Linked DNA regions of Danio rerio: region 2 is linked to region 1. The links are chromatin contacts, called in public Hi-C maps. All regions are on one chromosome and are shown on one strand. The core of a region is the stretch at or near the end of the contact, and the rest is flanking DNA. Distances in the headings are between cores, read along the strand shown.

Evidence for each region. Hi-C and Micro-C count contacts between places; a contact is called where the count stands out from the background.
Region 2: a contact with region 1 is called in a Hi-C map of embryo, with 2.8 times the contacts expected there. The contact joins two enhancer-like sites. A contact is called at or near these places in 2 of 18 Hi-C or Micro-C datasets (both in embryo).

Annotation. Positions count from the first base shown.
Region 1 is chr22:17,904,803-17,910,103 of GRCz12tu, reverse strand. It overlaps mef2b (myocyte enhancer factor 2b), which reads right to left. Exons shown (of 9, transcript NM_001278856.1): 7 at 5,043-5,136; 8 at 4,586-4,688; 9 at 1,006-2,420. The coding sequence ends at 2,081. Among named protein-coding and RNA genes, the nearest start is that of mef2b, 25 kb to the right of the region's middle. Within about 2 kb of position 2,288, at least 30 of the 62 cell types and tissues checked have an H3K27ac peak or open chromatin away from gene starts, as enhancers often do.
Region 2 is chr22:18,050,496-18,056,195 of GRCz12tu, reverse strand. The region is part of intron 2 of gatad2ab (GATA zinc finger domain containing 2Ab); the gene reads right to left. Among named protein-coding and RNA genes, the nearest start is that of tssk6, 28 kb to the left of the region's middle. Within about 2 kb of position 2,900, at least 57 of the 62 cell types and tissues checked have an H3K27ac peak or open chromatin away from gene starts, as enhancers often do.

The DNA.
Region 1 (5,301 bases), core at 1,039-3,538:
TTGCTTACCCCATTGGCTGATTATTTAGCTTGTTTTAAGAAAAATTTGACATATTATTTCTGAAAACAAGACAATATGTTTTGCTTGTCTAGAAAATGCTTCTTAATTTAAGAATTGCTAGATATTTGGACTAAAAACAAGACAAAAAAATTAAGTAAGAGAAGCATTTTTTGCAGTGTAAAATAAAAACATAAATACAGTGAATAAAAAGTATTTTATTTCTAAAATAGACTGATGGTTGATGATTTCTGTGAGTTGTTCTGTAAAGGAATATGTCATTCATTTGGTTCTCAGATTTTTTTCTTCATTAAAAACACTTTCCAAATGTACAGACCCTGTCATTGTCCTTGTCCTCAGCCCAATTGAACCTAAAGCTTTAATATTTTGTTATGCTAAAAACTGTTATTTACAGAAAAAACTTCAGAAATTGCGAAGTTTAAGTTGTAATCATTTACATCAATTAATTAAAAACAAAGTTATGAATAAATCCTACAAATAAATACTATTTTACAACTGTCTCCGTGTTTCTGCCAGTCCTGTCACATTAAATTTAACATGAAATGTGTGCAAAACATGTTTAAGGCTATGACTCAGAAGGGACATCTTTTGATGGAGGAGAAGCTGTCAGTGATAAAGGATGCGTTCTGTTATTGATTTGTATGTTTTTTATTCTTGTTTATGCATGATTTTTTGAGGACGACAAGCTTAAATCAGACCCTGTCACAGTTTTTATAAGTGAAAATAAGTTTCTGGTAGAGTGTCCACTTACTTTCTTCTGTTGGACAGAAAACAAGATATTTTGAAGAAAGCTGAAAACCTGAAAATATTGACTTCCATATTCTATATTCCATATTCTATGGAAGTCGATGCTTACAAGTTTCCAGCTTTCGACAAAACACCTTTAAAAATAGCTAAAAAAAAAAACTCAAATACTATATTAATAAAACGTTTGGCAGATGATGCCCTTTATCCCAGCATACCTGAATGAATGTATGACAGACTATTCAAAACATACAAACGCACTTCTTTAATTAGTTATTATAAAACAAAGATTGGGATACAGGGTGTCGTGTCAACAAGCATTTAGATGCCTTATATTTTCAAACGCCGCCATCTTGTGGACACTGTAACACACTTCAACTGACAAAAAACTTGAGGACCGACTAACTCAAGCGTAAGTTAAAACACAAGCATAGAAAATAAAATATTGTATAGGTAATACGAGAAATAATGGCAATACATTTTGCATATAATAAAAACAGCATTGGTTTCAAAGTATAAAAGCAGTCCATCCTGAGTGAAAATCATTTACATGAAAATCATTTATGACCAAGTCATTGACACTCTTTGGGGAAAAAGAAAATCACACGTTAACCAAATGAGCTTTGAATTTTGAATGTGGAAATAGCAGAATTTTAAAAGTAAAACACATAATGTATGTTTCCTAAAACATAAAGAGATACACTTTGGTCAAACTTTATATTAAGTGTCCTAAACTACTATGTACTTGCAACAAAAATAAATACAATGTACTTACTCTGTTAATAATGTATTTGAGAACACTTGTGGTGCTCTTGAGTTGGGATAGGTGTATGGTTATGGACAGGTTTGGTGGTATGCGTAGGTTTAAGGGTGGGTTAAGGTGTAAGGAATAGTCAACAGTGTATTTACAAATGTAATTACAGAATTAAATTACAGATGTAATTACATACAGATATTTAAGCGTAAGTAAACAGTAAACACATGTATTTACACAATAAGTACATTGTAACCAATTATTAATTTCTGTACATTACTACATTGAGGACACTTAATATAAAGCGGGACCTAAACGTTTACTCATCCCGTTCTCATCAACCTCAGGTGGTTCGGTTGAACACAAAAAATACACATATTTTGACATATTCTGGAAACCAGTAGCCAATAATTTCCATTTTATTTTTCTTACTATGGAAGTCAATGGCCTCCAGTCTCCAACATTCTTCTGAATATCTTCTTTTGTGTTCAACAGAAAAAAGAAACCAGTAAATGATGAGTAAATGTTCACTTTTTGTATGAACTACCCCTGTAAAACAGGTGATTATCTTATCCAGCCGTTACTGATATCCTGCTGCTTGGGGTTGGGGCTGCTCTTGGTCTCAGGCGGGTCTCTGTTTGGGCCCTGCTGCTGACCGGAGAAGCTGCTCTTCTGCGCCTCTTCTCTCTGCAGATCTGCATATTCATCTGACGGGGGGCAGCTGCTGGACTTGGGCTCTGCTATTGGTGAGTGCTGCAGCATGTGATGGCTGGGGGGCGTGGGGGAGATCATGTGGACGGGAGAGGTGCGCTCTGATTTAATGCTCAAGTTGAGGGAGGGGTGTGACGGGGAGGAGGGGGAGGAGCTTTGGGATGGGTACGAGCAGCTTCCTCCTGATGCCATCCTGTGGATAGTGATGATATTTTGAGCATAATTACTGTATATTTAAGATCATTAAGATCTGTCCATCCATCCATCCATCCATCCATCCATGCTTCTTTCTTTCTTTCTTTCCTCCTCCTTCCTTCATTTCTTCCGTCCTTCCTTCCTTTCTTTCTTTCTTTCTTTCTTTCTTTCTTTCTTTCTTTCTTTCTTTCTTTCTTTCTTTCTGTCTTTCTTTCTTTCTTTCTTTCTTTTTTTCTTACTGTCTTTCTGTCTTTCTTTCTTTCTTTCTTTTTTTCTTACTGTCTTTCTGTCTTTCTTTCTTTCCTTTCTTTCTTTCTTTCTTTCCATCTTTCTTTCTTTTCTTCCTTCCTCCCTCCTTCCTTCATTCCTTCCTTTTCTACTTCCTTCATTCTTTCTTTCATTCTTTCATTCTTTCTTTCTTTCTTTCTTTCTTTCTTTCTTTCTTTCCTCCTCCTTCCTTCATTTCTTCCTTCCTTCCTTCCTTCCTTCCTTTCTTTCTGTCTTTCTTTCTTTCTTTCTTTCTTTCTTTCTTTCTTTCTTTCTTTCTTTCTTTCTTTCTTTCTTTCTTTCTTTCTTTCTTTCTTTCTTTCTTTCTTTCCTCCTCCTTCCTTCCTTCCTTCCTTCCTTTCTTTCTGTCTTTCTTTCTTTCTTTCTTTCTTTCTTTCTTTCTTTCTTTCTTCCTTTCTTTCTGTCTTTCTTTCTTTCTTTCTTTCTTTCTTTCTTTCCTCCTCCTTCCTTCATTCCTTCCTTCCTTCCTTCCTTCCTTCCTCCTTTCCTTCCTTTCTTTCTGTCTTTCTTAATTTCTTTCTTTTTCTTTCTTTCTTTCTTTCTTTCTTTTCTTCCTTCCTCCCTCCTTCCTGCATTCCTTCCTTTTCTACTTCCTTCATTCTTTCATTCATTCATTCATTCTTTCTTTCTTTCTTTCTCTTTCCTCCTCCTTCCTTTCTTTCTTTCTTTCTTTCTTTCTTTCTTTCTTTCTTTCTTTCTTTCTTTCTCCTTCATTTCTTCCTTCCTTCCTTCCTTCCTTCCTTTCTGTCTTTCTTTCTTTCTTTCTTTCTTTTCTTCCTTCCTCCCTCCCTCCTTCCTTCATTCCTTCCTTTTCTACTTTCTTCATTCTTTCCATCTTTCTTTCTTTCTTTTCTTCCTTCCTTCCTCCTCCCTTCCTTCCTTTTCTACTTCCTTCTTTCCATCTTTCCTTCTTTCTTTCCTTCTTTCTTTCTTTCTTTCTTTCTTTCTTTCTTTCTTTCTTTCTTTCTTTCTTTCTTTCTTTCTTTCTTTCTCCTTCCTTCCTTCCTTCCTTCCTTCCTTCCTTCCTTCCTTTCTTTCTTTCTTTCTTTCTTTCTTTCTTTCTTTCTTTCTTTCTTTCTTTCTTTCTTTCTTTCTTTCTTTCCTTTATCTTCCTTCATTCCTTCCTTACTTCATCACTCCTTCCTTCCTTTCTTTCTCTCTTTCTTTCTTTCTTTCTTTCTTTTTTCTTTCTTTCTTTTTTTCTTTCTATCCTTCCATCCATCCATCCATCCATCCATCCATCCATCCATCCATCCATCCATTCATCCATCCATTCATCCATTCTTATGAATATTTTAATATGATATAATATAAAATTATATAATCTAATTATAATACTTCTATTTTTAATTATACAATTATATTATATAATTATTACATTAGAATATTATTGATCATTAACTCATTTTAATACAACTAAGGACAATTTTTATTTATGTTTACATTAATACATTATCAATATATAGTTAATATATTTGCACCAAATTAGATACAAAATAAATAAATATAACTTTTTAAACTTTGATTTACTCTACTTTTCATAACAACTTAAAGTTTCAAATGAGTTCTTCATTTTTGAATAAGATATAAAGTAAATAAAGTAAAACATGGAAAAGTTACATGTTTGCACATTCACTTATAATTGATGAAGTTAAAAAGAAGTTACTAATCAGATACAAAAGTTTTTAGTTGAACATTTTTAAGTTATGACTGTTTTACAAATAAAAATTTAATTGGGTCAAAAATGACCGGGGAATGTAAAAGAAGCATACATTTTCAAGTCAAAATAATATGTTTTTTCTTATATGCGTTCTTATTATATAATCTATGATTGGTTATTATGTGATAAATGGCAAGCAAAACAGTATGTCTCACCCTGGGCTGATCATGGATTGATGGGCATCCTGATGAGTCAAAGGTTGCCAGGTATTCATAGAACTGCGTTGAAAACCCACAGTGTAACCCGGATGGCTGTATTCTAAGATAGAAACTGACTGTTAATGTTTCTCTTAACCACAAAATCACAATTTATAAATGTACTTTTCTATGGAACACTGCAGTATTTATTACAAATGATTTATTGAACATGTTTTAATGAAATAACCTCCAGTCCATCTTTAACAACTTTTTTGTTAATATTTACTCAAGTAAGTGTGGGACAACCTGTCAATACTTTGATCAACCAATCACCCACCACTGCCCCACCCACCCCTGCCCAACATTTTTTCTTGCTTGGAAAGCCAATTTACTTGGATATATATAAAAATCCCATTTGAGCAGAAGAATTTTTGCAACTTGCTTCATTACAGTATTTTGTTCCTCCAAGTCTCACCTGAGGGGCTGTAGTTCAGGCCGTGTCCCAGTAAGCCTGTTTTCCCCATGGCCATCATGTGTCCGCCAGCATGCATGCTCTGATAGAGAGCTCTCTAGATGAAAAACACAAAATATATTTTCATAATGCATTAGTTTGTTAAACTGATATATGAAGATATTATAAGTGATATTATGTACTTGAATTAATTAATATTATAGTGAAACTGATATGATTATATTAATATGATTATAATCAATTATTTTATGAAATGCTAATA
Region 2 (5,700 bases), core at 1,651-4,150, 150 kb before region 1:
TGACATATGTGCGGTGACAGCAGTGATATTCAGCTCTGACAAGAAGCTTTTATTTAGCCTGTAGTCTTTAGATTTTTACATAATGTTCCACTACTCAACATTTCTTTCACTTTTTCATTTATAGTTTATATATAAAATGGTTGCTAGCTTGTTTAGTTGTGATCGTTATGCAATGATCATGTTTTATATTAGGTTTATTCTTTAGTAGCCTATAGATTCGTTAATAATGTATTTTATAAACAGATTGTTCATAAGGACTAAGCTTTTAATATTATACATTAGGCTAATTAATAAAATAAGACACTAAAGTCAGGTAGGACAACAAAAGACAACCAAACATGCTTCCTCTGTTGGCAAATTTAACCAATAAGCAACTCTGCGTGTGCGCAACAAGCTGCGCATCTGAGACAGTGTTTAGCACGATGGGGAACATGGTGAGCCCCACAAGACCCCATCTTAAACCAGAGATGGTCAACATATTGGCCAGGTTTCCTGGCAAAGAACATGTAGGTAGACTGCACTGTTAATAAATGCCAATTTACAGTGCTTTTGTTCATTTCTTATTCATTTTTGTAGCCTAATGTCATTTTGGAAGGTTTTTTTTTATATTTGTTTCTTGTTCATTCGTTTAATCTTATTTAAACTTTGTGCAATATAATTATTTATCTTTCTATTTTATTTTCTTATTTGCTTTAAAACATTCCAACATAGGCTACGTAATAAACAATCTATGGTTGTTATTTGTTGGGTTCCAACTTCCAGTTTTTTCAGCCTGTAGCTTAGTAGTTGTTTTTTTTCATTTCGTTAATAAAAGTTCAGTGTTTAATAACAGTGATTTTTATTTTATTTTTTTTGCAGTTTCCCTGTTGTCCATTCAAACAATTGACGCAGAATTTGCAATTCCCGCAAAACTGAAAGTGAAAGTACTATATGCACGCATTTATAAGCTATTTGAACAGAGAAAAAAAAGAGGAAAAGAGGAAATCTCACCCCTACGGTGATACCGGTATTATAGGTGTAGTCACAAGTCGATTAACCGGTGGGGAAATTTTACTCATCATCACAGCCCTACTTGTTACATAAACGCAGTAAATCGCACTTCAGCAGCGTTTACTTTAAAGCGTACAAGAAAATCTGCACTTGAGCAGCGTAGCTATATTTGAGGGCATGTTTTGTGCTCGAGCAATGAAAATTGGCGCGCAAGAAAAGAAATTTGCATGCTTGTATTACATAAATCCGATCTCGACTTGTAATACTACATTCATGACATTTGTCATTGAACTAACGCCATAGGTAGTTGGTAGATCTGTGTAAAAGGCCTGCCACCACAGCTGGAAAAAATTCTAGAGGAAACACGGTACTGTATATAATACATTTATATAATTGTATATAATATTGTATAACAAATGTATACAATATTGTAATTAGGCATGGGACGATGACCGTTTTCAAGGTATACTGTGCTTTTTTTATTTACATTTTTTTTTTACGACAACAGTATCTCCAGCAGGAAAAAAAAAAATATGTCCAAAAAGATGCCATTTACAGTGAAGGGTAAAAAAAAAAATCTGTGTTTTTTAAACAAACGAAGACAGGAAGTCAATGATTCAGTTGAATTACTTAGCCTGATACGTTTACTGCTCCAAAATAGTTAAAATGTTTTTCTAAATAAAATATATTGTGTTCAAAGGGGGAAAAAGTTTTTGTTTCTTACCCAGACATTTATAAATAATATTCTTTAGACCAGTAATCACAATATCGTAAAACCGTGATATTTTTATCCAAGGTTATCATACCGTCAGAATCTTATACCGGCCCATGCCTAATTGTAACTGTGGTCAAAACAAACCAAAGAGTCTACAGATGTGGAAACACCATAAAACTGTGGAATCAAAACCACACAAAATCAACACACCTTACGCATCTCTAACACCTGATGATGACTAGAATAAATGTGACTCTCCAGAAGCAGGATTAAAACCCCCTGTTCCGAAGGGTTTATTCCCAAATCTCTAAATCCATCTGGACTTTAGACCAAAAAAATTCTCAACATTATGTCCTGCTATGGTTAAAGCGATAGTTCGCCCAAAAATGACAATTCTGTCATCATTTACTCTCCCTTCACTTCCCTTCACCTGTTTGACTGACTTTCTTGTTGGAAAACTGTAATAACCACAGTATTTGTTCTTCCTACTCTGGATGTCAATAATTACAGATTTCTTCTAAAATTAACAGAAGCTTGGAACCACTTAAGTGAGAGTAGATTTTCATATTTGGGTGAACTATCCCTTTAATTTGGATAATATTAACAGCAAAACATTGCAGAGAATGCTGCAGTCATGTTTGTTCACTAATACGGTGTCCAAAATGCTTGTTAATGCTTTGCTAAGGTGTTGTTAAATTGTTTCAAGGTGGTCGCATACTCCGTTTTACAGCATCTGCTCTGTTCTCCAAAACATTCGACTGAAGTTCCTTCAAGCAGCTGATTTTTTTCATCCATTTTATTATCTGCTAAACCTAAAATCGCTTCTCTATGTAGTAATAGCACAAAAAAATCTGCGCAATCACTCATTTTTTAACAAGTAGGCCTTGTCTTTTGACATGAGGAAGGGTCAAGCAAAAGCTCTGAAAGTGTGGCCTGTTTGAGTAAATGGGCAGGAAGGAACAACATCCAGTTTTCTGGGATGGCTCTTGAAAGCAAGCCGACCAATTAAACCCATCAATCAAAACACAAGTTTACCGGAATCACTGGGCATCTAAACACAGCTTCTTCGTGGAAGTTTATCTGATGACGTGCACAACTTCACCAGAATTGACTTTTATATTAGATCACTTCCTGTGTATCAAGCAGCACCGACGAGATCACATGATGCAAGAATTTCCCTGTGGTCACATGACTCACACCCTCCCTTTTTCTTTAACTGTTCCTGCCAGTGGAAACCAGCCGGCTCAAACCAGTTTGTGACATAGGCCTCGTTTTGCAAAGTCAGGCTGGGTTCAGGTGCGACAGAAAACACTTTGGCCTGCTGCAGTTTTTTTTTTGAAGAATCGGGGCAGCGTGCCACCCGAGGGAAGACTGACGTGCTGAGCGAGCACATACTCTAATGTGTGGTCTCTGGGAAGAGTTGAGCACACGACGGTCGTGTTTGTAGAGTGTGACATCTTTCAACTCAACTTTGCGCCCCTCCCCCATCCCGCATGGCATCAGGCCACCTTCTTTGTCCTTTATCATGACTGTGGCTCGACTGTGGTTCATCTCCACTCATGGTTTGTGCTTTTCTACAATCATCATCACATCCACAGACAATGAGAGTTGGTGTAGCAGTTTATGGTGCAATACGCATCACATTCAAACAAGCAACTTTTTATAACCTTTAGTTTTTTTTTATTATATATAAATTTTAAGGACTTGCAACCACCCTAAAGTGCATTGAAATGAACAAGGCCACACAGAATCTGCTGATATTTCTTGCTATTTTTGCAAAGAAAAAAAAAAAATAATAATATAAATAATAATTAAATTAAATATAAATAAATAGAATATAAATAAATAAACTGAATAAATAAATATAAATTAAATATAAAGAAAAATAAACACAAATAAATATAAATCAATTGAATATAAATAAATATAAATAAGTAAATAAATATAAATAAATAAAATAATTTAAAAATAAATACATTGAATGTAAAAAATATAGATAAAAATAATTATAAATCATTTTATATAAATACAAATACAAATAAATAAATAGAATATTAATAAATATAAAATAAAATAAATAGAATATAAATAAATAGAATATAAATAAAATAAATAAATTGAATATAAATAAATATAAACAAACTGAATATAAATAAATATAAAAAACTGAATATAAATAAATATAAACAAATTGAATATAAATAAATATAAACAAATTGAATATAAATAAATATAAACAAATTGAACACACACACACACACACACACACACAAATATAAATGAATAAATATAAATAAAATTAATATAGGTAAATAAAAATAAATTGGACAAATATATATAAATTAAATATTAATATTTATAAATAAATTGAATATAAATAATAAATAAATATAAATAAATTGAATATAAATAATAAATAAATATAAATAAATTGAATATAAATAAATAAACAAATAAATAGAAAAAAATATATATATAAATAAATTAAATATATTAAATACAAATAAATGGAATATTAATAAATAGAAATAAAAATTTAATATAAATAAATAAACATAAATAAATTGAATAAATAAAAAAAGATCTGTGGATTTATGTGGAATGATTTTTTGGAGTACAGTAACTAAAATTTAACACATTTAATTGGAAAAAACAAATAAATGTAACTTTTAAGGTGTGCAATGTGGACCATTTGAACTACATTTTTGTTAAACAAAATAAGTCAAATAATTGATCTACTCAAAGTAACTTTTGAGAAACTTTTGCAAATATTAGTAAAATACATATATACACATATATAAACATATATATATATATATATAAACATATATATATATATATATATATATATATATATATATATATATATATATATATATATATATATATATTCACATTTACATAAAATAAATACTTAATAATGGGCTAAGTAAACTGCTAATTTATGCAGGCACAGATTCTATGAGGGCTTAGCAATGACTCAAACAGGTTTTATTAAAAAAAAGCACTTTTCATTAATTATCAATGCTTTAGTGGAGTCCATGTATAATTATGTTAATATTAATTGTAAAATGCCACAGTTGGTGTAGCTTCTGAACAATGACGTAAATTTGTATACCAGTTAGGGCTGCACAATATATTGTTTCAGCATCGATATCACAATGTGCGCATCTGCAATAGTCACATCGCAAGATATGCAATGTGGAGTCTGAAATATAGTTTACCAGGAGCCAAAGAACAAATGTGATTTGTGGAGTTTGCATGTTTAAAACCTGTAACTGAGAAACTCAAGAGAGTTTAGAACATTTGAACACAAAAAAATTATGATGTTTGGAGGTGTAACAAAGATTTATTTAATTTAATTTAATTATTTATACAGAATTTATATGATTTATGCAACAAAAAAAAGATTCCTATAAAAATCCATATATCTGCATTGTAAAGTGAAAACAAGACTATTTTACTTTTCACTTTGGCAGATAATTTTGCTTGTTTTAAGGAAAAAAAAAACATTAATTTCCTCTGAAGGTGAAAAACAAAACAGTATTTTTACTTGATCTAAGAATTAGTAGATATTTGGACTAGAAACAAAACAAAGCAAAGAAAGAAAAGCATTTTTGCATTGTGATTATTCCATTTTTGTACTTAATTAGAGTAAGACTCATCAGCAGCCGCCAAATAGAGCTATTCAAACCATCTTTTCATATGGCAATATATATAGCCGAAAAATAAAATCACAACATCAGGTTTTTCCAATATCGTGCAGCCCTAATACCAGTGACTTACCAATAATTATACAATAATTATACCAATAATTAAAACATACCAATAATTATACAATTATAACATTTACAATTTTAATTTGGCAAAACCCTTAACTTTCAAATGACAGTGGGTTTAGTGTTAACCGAAATTAATAAATGGCACAAAAGTTGTTTAAACTTATTTAAATCACATGTTAGGCCTCAAGTTAAACCGGCAAGACAAAAAGCAGC